2 separate regions of the Ovis aries genome follow, and region 1 is linked to region 2. A link is a contact called in public Hi-C data. All regions are on one chromosome and are shown on one strand. Each heading gives the region's core, a stretch centred on a gene start, on an enhancer-like site or on the middle of the called end of the contact. The rest is flanking DNA. Distances are from core to core; before and after follow the strand shown. Region 1 overlaps ANTXR1 (ANTXR cell adhesion molecule 1). Region 2 has its middle 77 kb from the start of GFPT1.

What was found. Hi-C and Micro-C count contacts between places; a contact is called where the count stands out from the background.
Region 1: a contact with region 2 is called in a Hi-C map of tail adipose tissue, with 4 times the contacts expected there. The contact joins two enhancer-like sites. A contact is called at or near these places in 2 of 16 Hi-C or Micro-C datasets (liver and tail adipose tissue).

Annotation. Positions count from the first base shown.
Region 1 is chr3:39,166,057-39,169,150 of ARS-UI_Ramb_v3.0, forward strand. The region is part of intron 17 of ANTXR1 (ANTXR cell adhesion molecule 1); the gene reads right to left. It overlaps LOC121819269 (a long non-coding RNA gene), which reads left to right. Exons shown (of 2, transcript XR_009599807.1): 2 at 1-3,094. Among named protein-coding and RNA genes, the nearest start is that of ANTXR1, 210 kb to the right of the region's middle. Within about 2 kb of position 1,840, at least 6 of the 54 cell types and tissues checked have an H3K27ac peak or open chromatin away from gene starts, as enhancers often do. A contact at or near this core is called in tail adipose tissue, where this site is marked.
Region 2 is chr3:39,029,304-39,032,759 of ARS-UI_Ramb_v3.0, forward strand. No RefSeq gene overlaps it. Among named protein-coding and RNA genes, the nearest start is that of GFPT1, 77 kb to the left of the region's middle. Within about 2 kb of position 1,563, at least 38 of the 54 cell types and tissues checked have an H3K27ac peak or open chromatin away from gene starts, as enhancers often do. A contact at or near this core is called in tail adipose tissue, where this site is marked.

The DNA.
Region 1 (3,094 bases), core at 590-3,089, 140 kb after region 2:
CTCCCGGAGCTCACTCAGACTCACGTCCATCGAGTCAGTGATGCCATCCAGCCATCTCATCCTCTGTCGTCCCCTTCTCCTCCTGCCTTCAATCTTTCCCAGCATCAGGGTCTTTTCAAATGAGTCAGTTCTTCGCATCAGGTGGCCAAAGTATTGGAGTTTCAGCTTCAACATCAGTCCTTCCAATGAACACCCAGGACTGATCTCCTTTAGAATGGACTGGTTGGATCTCCTTGCAGTCCAAGGGACTCTCAAGAATCTTCTCCAACATCACAGTTCAAAAGCATCAATTCTTCAGCACTCAGCTTTCTTAATAGTCCAACTCTCATATCCATACATGACTACTGGAAAAACCATAACCTTGACTAGACGGACCTTTGTTGGCAAAGTAATGTCTCTGCTTTTTAATATGCTGTCTAGGTTGGTGATAACTTACCTTCCAAGGAGTAAACGTTTTTTAATTTCATGGCTGCAGTCACCATCTGCAGTGATTTTGGAGCCCAGAAAAATAAAGTCAGCCCCTGTTTCCACTGTTTAACCATTTATCTGCCATGAAGTGATGGGACTGGATGCCATGATCTTAGTTTTCTGATTGTTGAGCTTTAAGCCAACTTTTTCACTCTTCTCCTTCACTTTCATCAAGAGGTGTCAGGAAGCATTTAACAGGAGGCTTCCTGTGTGCTGTTTTGGATCTGTCAGGAATTCTCTGTTCCTTATTAATTCCTGAATATTCAGGAATTAAGAGGAGAGGAAAGCCTCTTCTGGGGGCTGAGGAATCCAGGCATTTCCTTCATTAGTTTTTCTATATGGTGAGAAGTACCCTATTCTTTTTTATGAACCATATGGTAAAAGTGATTATTTACAACCTTCTCTCTTTCATATGGATGACCTCATGTTTCCTTGATAAGTTGTAAGTTTTGATTTTATCTCTGCTGAAAATAGCTATCTTGTAAGACAGTATAAATACCTACACAATGTTGAATAAAACACCTTTGCTCCATCAGAGCTTTGGTCCCCGTGTCTTGCTTTCTGTCTTTCTCTCCCTCTCTCTCTCTTTCAGGCTGATCCCTTGGAGTGGAGAGGCCCTCTGGGTTCACTTTCCTGCCCGGGCTTCTGAGACCCTCTTGAGAAGGTGCTCTGTGCCTTCACCCCATCAAGAGGGCGCCTGAGGCCTTCATGAACAGAGCAAGCCCCGTATCAGGGGCTTTATTGGCTTTCTGCGTAAACCAAGGAATATCAGCCTCTTTCTTTCTCCTTTACTTTCTTATCGGTTGACTCCAGACCACCAGGTTCCGGTCCATTAAAGGACCTCAACAAAGAGGCTCTTTAGTTCTTCTTCATTTTCTGCCATAAGGGTGGTGTCATCTGCATATCTGAGGTTATTGATATTTCTCCCGGCAATCTTGACTCCAGCTTCTACCATCTATAATTAATACAATGCTTTACTCTTTCAAATCATGCCCTGAACTCCAGGAAGTTAGAATTAAGTCCTATTCTAACTGACATCCCCAGGGCCCAGCCCAGGGATGGGTTCCTAGGTGCGAGCACAGTAGATGAAATTTGATGAGAGAATGTTAGAGGGAAGGTTGCCAAGATGACGATGGAAGGAGGAGGAGGAGGTCATGCAAGGTACATGGAGAGGGAGAAAAGAGAAAGCAAGAAACAGAGTGTGCACACTTCGAGTCTGCTTATGTTGCAGGAGGCTCGTCTGCTTTCGAAGGACTGGGCTGAGGACACTCTGTCCCTGGAGATAACCTGGCCAGATCATTCTTGCCTCTGCAACAGTAGGAAGGCATGGGGCCCACGTGACTGGCCCAGCTCCCTTGCTGGAAACAGCTGTGCAGACGGCAGCCCTGGGGAGCCCAGGGAGAGGATTTCACAACCTCCGAGGCTGCCCTTCAGAGGAGTATCATATGTTGTTTACGTACATCTCTATCTACATGTGTGTTTCCTGGGTCTCTTCTGATTGCAATGAGGCTCAGTCTTGCAAAACAAGTTCAGAGTGTGCCTCATATTTTGTTTTTGCAGATAGTGATGGAGCGATGGAATGTACCAGCCTCCCCATGCCAGGTCGGAGAGAAACTGAGAAGCTGAAAACAAAGACGACATCCATCCCCAGTGGCTCCTCCCAGAGCATGTGCAGGAGTTGGGACGTTAAAGCTGGGGTAAAAATGCCTGGAGAGGGTTTAGACACGTTGATACTTTAATTCCATCTGGGAAAGACCCAGGAGGCAGAGTTATTATTTTTCTTTTCCTTTCTCTTTACCCAAGCAGTAACAATACTGGAGCAGGAAGAATCTATGCTTATTGTCTGCTGATTGTAATCATCCATTTTCCTTATGCCTATGAAACACAGGATAGAGTTTTTGAAGGGATGTTGAGAGTTGCCTTCAAATTGTTCCATGAGGGAAACAGAAGATGCTGCCCAGGACAAGAAATAGAGAATTGGATCAAATCACTGATTGTCAACCCTAGTTGCTTCTTAAAATGACCTGGGGAGCTTTTAAAACTCCTGTATCCAGACTTCATCCCAGAAAAATTAAATAGAATCTGGCACCAGGGTCTTAAAACTCCCCAGATGATTACAACATGCAACCAGATTGAAAATCACTGGATTCCGTGAACTCTGATCTCTGAAACTCCCTTACATTTCTGTGTTTGAAACTAGCAATCTAGGAACAAAACCATCTGCAGCTGGCAAGATTTCTCTGCAACTGGTTGGTATTTAATATTTAGACTTCTGCTAGAGCAGTTACTCCCCAATTAGGCTAATAGGTGTTCTGCAGAGAAACATAGGAAAGTAGTCACTGGTGGTCAAATAAACACAGAGATGCTGACTTGAAGTCCCCAGCAATTAGGGTTAGAGAGATCTTGATGGGCATCTAATTCCATTTATCTCACTGGTTCCAAAGTGTAGTCCCCAGACCAGTAGCATCAGTATCACCTGGAAGCTTGTTAGAAATGCTAGTTTCCAGGCCCCACCCCAGACCTGCTGAGTTAGAAACTCTGACAGTGGGATCCAGCAACCTGTGTTTTAACAAAACTTCTAGGTGATTCTGTGCTCAAGTTTGAGAACTAGTGATTTGTTGCAGGA
Region 2 (3,456 bases), core at 313-2,812:
GGGAAAAGCCCACTCGTAGGTCTTCTGCCAGGTCTGGGTTGACTGTCTGTCACACTTGTCATCCCCTCTCCTCGGGCCATGCCTGGCCACCCCAAAGGTGCACCTTTGAGGCACAATAGGGCTCAGTTCCTGGAGTGGATGGGGCTGGGATGACACACCATGATGTCCACTCTCTCGCCCTTGGCTCCACCAAGAGCCATCTCCTCAACTTCTCCATCAAGTGCCCCATTCCCCTCTCCCCCATCCTATTTTCCAGGCTTCCATACTCACTACTTGCTATTTTAATGGGGAACAAATGATGCACAAAGAGACCTTCAGATTCACAGAGCTGATTGGTGACCACAGGGCTGGGATCCAGATGTCCTCATTCTCTGCTTTTTTCTTTTATAACCAAAAAAAAAAAAAAAAAAAAGACAGTGCAAATACAGCCGGTGTTTTAGTTCTGACAGTCCAATTTGAGAACTTTGGGGGACGCCAGTGCAATTACAGTGTCAGGGCTATTGGCACCAGGGCCCTAGCAAAGAGAGTGGCTGAAGGCAATACCAGACCCTGATGCTGGGAAAGAGTGAAGGCAGGAGGAGAAGGGGATGACAGAAGATGAGATGGTTGGATGGCATCACCAACTCAATGGACATGAGTTTGAGCAAGATCCTGGAGTTGGTGATGGATAGGGAAGGCTGGTGTGCTGCAGTCCATGGGGTTGCAAAGAGTTGAACATGACTGACTGACTGACCTGAACTGAAGGCAACATCAACTTAGTCTGAAGACAATGGTTGATGGTCAGAGAGAAAGGACAAGCTTTGAGTAAAGTGGCCTCTGGTTGATGGTCAGAGAGAAAGGACAAGCTTTGAGTAAAGTGGCCTCTTAGAGGGCCCCTATTGGTGCTCCAAACTGAGAGTACTGGGAAAAGACGGAGATCAGCGGGTGGCGAAAGGGTCACCTTGATAAGAGAAAATAGTGGATGTCACAGAGGGGCTGCCAGGGGTTTGTTAAACTAATTTGGTTGGAACTTGTTGGGGTCCACGGTACTCACAATTCCACAAGTGGGGCCGAACCAGAAAAATGCTGTTCTGTGCTGTTACTGCGATCCTCTTGTACCTGCTGCCAGGTAGATGTGATCCGGAGGAAGCAGAGGGTGACTCAAACATACAGAACCGAGAAGTTTTGTTCAGTTCAGCTTACTCACTCAGACTTGTGTCAGACTCTGCGACCCCATGGACTGCAGCATGCCAGGCTTCCCTGTCCATCACCAACTCCCAAAGCTTGCTCAAACCCATGTCCATCGAGTCGGTGATGCCATCCAACCGTCTCATCCTCTGCCGTCCCCTTCTCCTCCTGCCTTCAGTCTTTCCCAGCATCAGGGTCTTTTCAAATGAGTCAGTTCTTCGCATCAGGTGGCCAAAGTATTGGGGCTTCAGCTTCCGCTGAAGAAATGAAATTGTGTTACAAAAGGTGAAAATCTCGGACGGAAGACAGTTGCTGTGACGGGCGGAGGCCACAAGGGGGCAGTGCCTCTCCAGTCTGTCTCGGTCCAAATGTGCAAAATCCCGCGGGAGTCGGAGGAAGAAAGGAAATGTAGCCACATCGCCAGGCCTTTTATCCACACTGGGCACCCTCTCCCACTGCAGAGACCGGAGGCACCCCGCTCCCTGCTCATCCACCACAGCCCCCTCCCTCTTCCCCTTTCCAGAAATGTTTGGTAAGCAGCCACTGTTGCTCGGGCACTTTTCTAGGCCCTGCAGGCACCCGCAGTTCTGGGATCTCGATTCTGGAGGGGAGGGGCCGAGGTCTCCCGGCAGCTCCTCCCACCTGGCCACCACCTCCACCTGCGCCCGGAGCCCCAGACTCGCCTGGCCCAGTGGCAGATGCTTCAGTCGCCCCAGGCCTGACTTTAGAAGGCCGGGTGACGGAGGACCTTCAGCCTTGCCACATCTGCCTCCCACACCCCGGGTGTGGCTGGGATAACTGAGAATGGTGATCGGGTGACAGCGCTGCAGGGGCGTGCAGTGACCACCAGGTGGCGCTTGGAGACACCAAAGGCACTGTGATCGCAGGGCCCTAACAGTTACTTCTTTGGGGATGCCATGGGTCACAGGGACAGAGCAAGCGCAGCATAGCTTTAGAACAGTTCACTTGCCCCTGCGTGCTTAGAAAATGCCCAAGAGTGCTCTAAACACAGAGATAAGTGTTCACCTGCAAGATGGGGCCAGCCTGCCTCCCACCCGGGGTCAGGGCAGGAGTAAAGGAGCTGGTGACTGCAGGGCGTGATCCCTCGGCAGAAGACTGTTTCCCTGAGTGTTTCAGACATCTGTGGTTTCTTCCTGCCTCCTTAACTGGATCCAGGAAATGACTGTTGCCTGGGACAGCTGGGTCCTGAGTCCTGGCTTCTAGTGGAAAGGGGCTGAAGGGAAGTGGGGTTTCTGGTTGATGGATGACCACCCTAGATGGGTGTGTTGGTTAGATCCTGGATTTATTGGTAAAGAATCTACCTGTAATGCAGGAGACCCAGGTTCAATCCCTGGGTCAGGAAGATCCCCTGGAGAAGGAAACAGCAACCCACTCCAGTATTCTTGCCTGGAGAATTCCAAGGACACAGGAGCCTGGCAAGCTTTAGTCCATGGGGTTGCAAAGAGCTGGACACAACTGAGCAGCTAACTAAACATTTTACACCCAGAAAGCCCTCCTTCAGTTACGCAAAGTTGCGAACTGTTCCTATTTTTGGTGGCTAAAGCCCATCTCTTGTGAAAGCCCACTCTTTTATTCTATGCTGGTTTGGAGTAGAGAATTCAGAGTCTGATATAGCCACCCACGCCAGCCAGACATTTGCCTGACATTTGATAGCAAATTGCAACTTTCCAGGGCTTTAAAATTCAGGTGTAGAAATCAAGAAAGTAAATCCATCTTTAAATATTCTTCTCCTTAAAATGTGTTGTCTTTTCTCTTTTTGGCTGCTACCCCTTTGGCACAAGGAATACAGCTGAGGGTCGCAAAGCTGGAATGTTTCTTTCTCAGTACACAGCACAGTGGGGACAAGAAAAGAATGTCAGTGTTCTCAAGATAAGCATGCTGTCTGCCTCAGCATCCCAGGCTGGGTGTGACCAGGGCACCTTTATTTCTGACTGTAGCTAAAACAGAGTCCAAGGTAAGTGGAATTTTGCCTTGATTTGGAAGTTGGATCTGGTTGTTCAAAACAATTTGGAATTCCTGGGTGTTGAGGTAGCTTTGGGACCCTGGGTCTCATTAGGGCCTTCTTCATGCTCCCTGAGCAGTGGTCCTGGTGTGAAGGAGAGCAGACATCAGCCTCTCAGGTGGCCGGCTTGCCGGTTAATCTTCAGGGTCAGCTTGGAGGGATCAGAGGTCTGGCTGAGAGCAGATCTGAAAAGACCTGCTAGCGCATGGGGCCAGGAAAACCAGTCATGCTGAACAGCAGATACAAACAGGAGGACCGGTGATTCA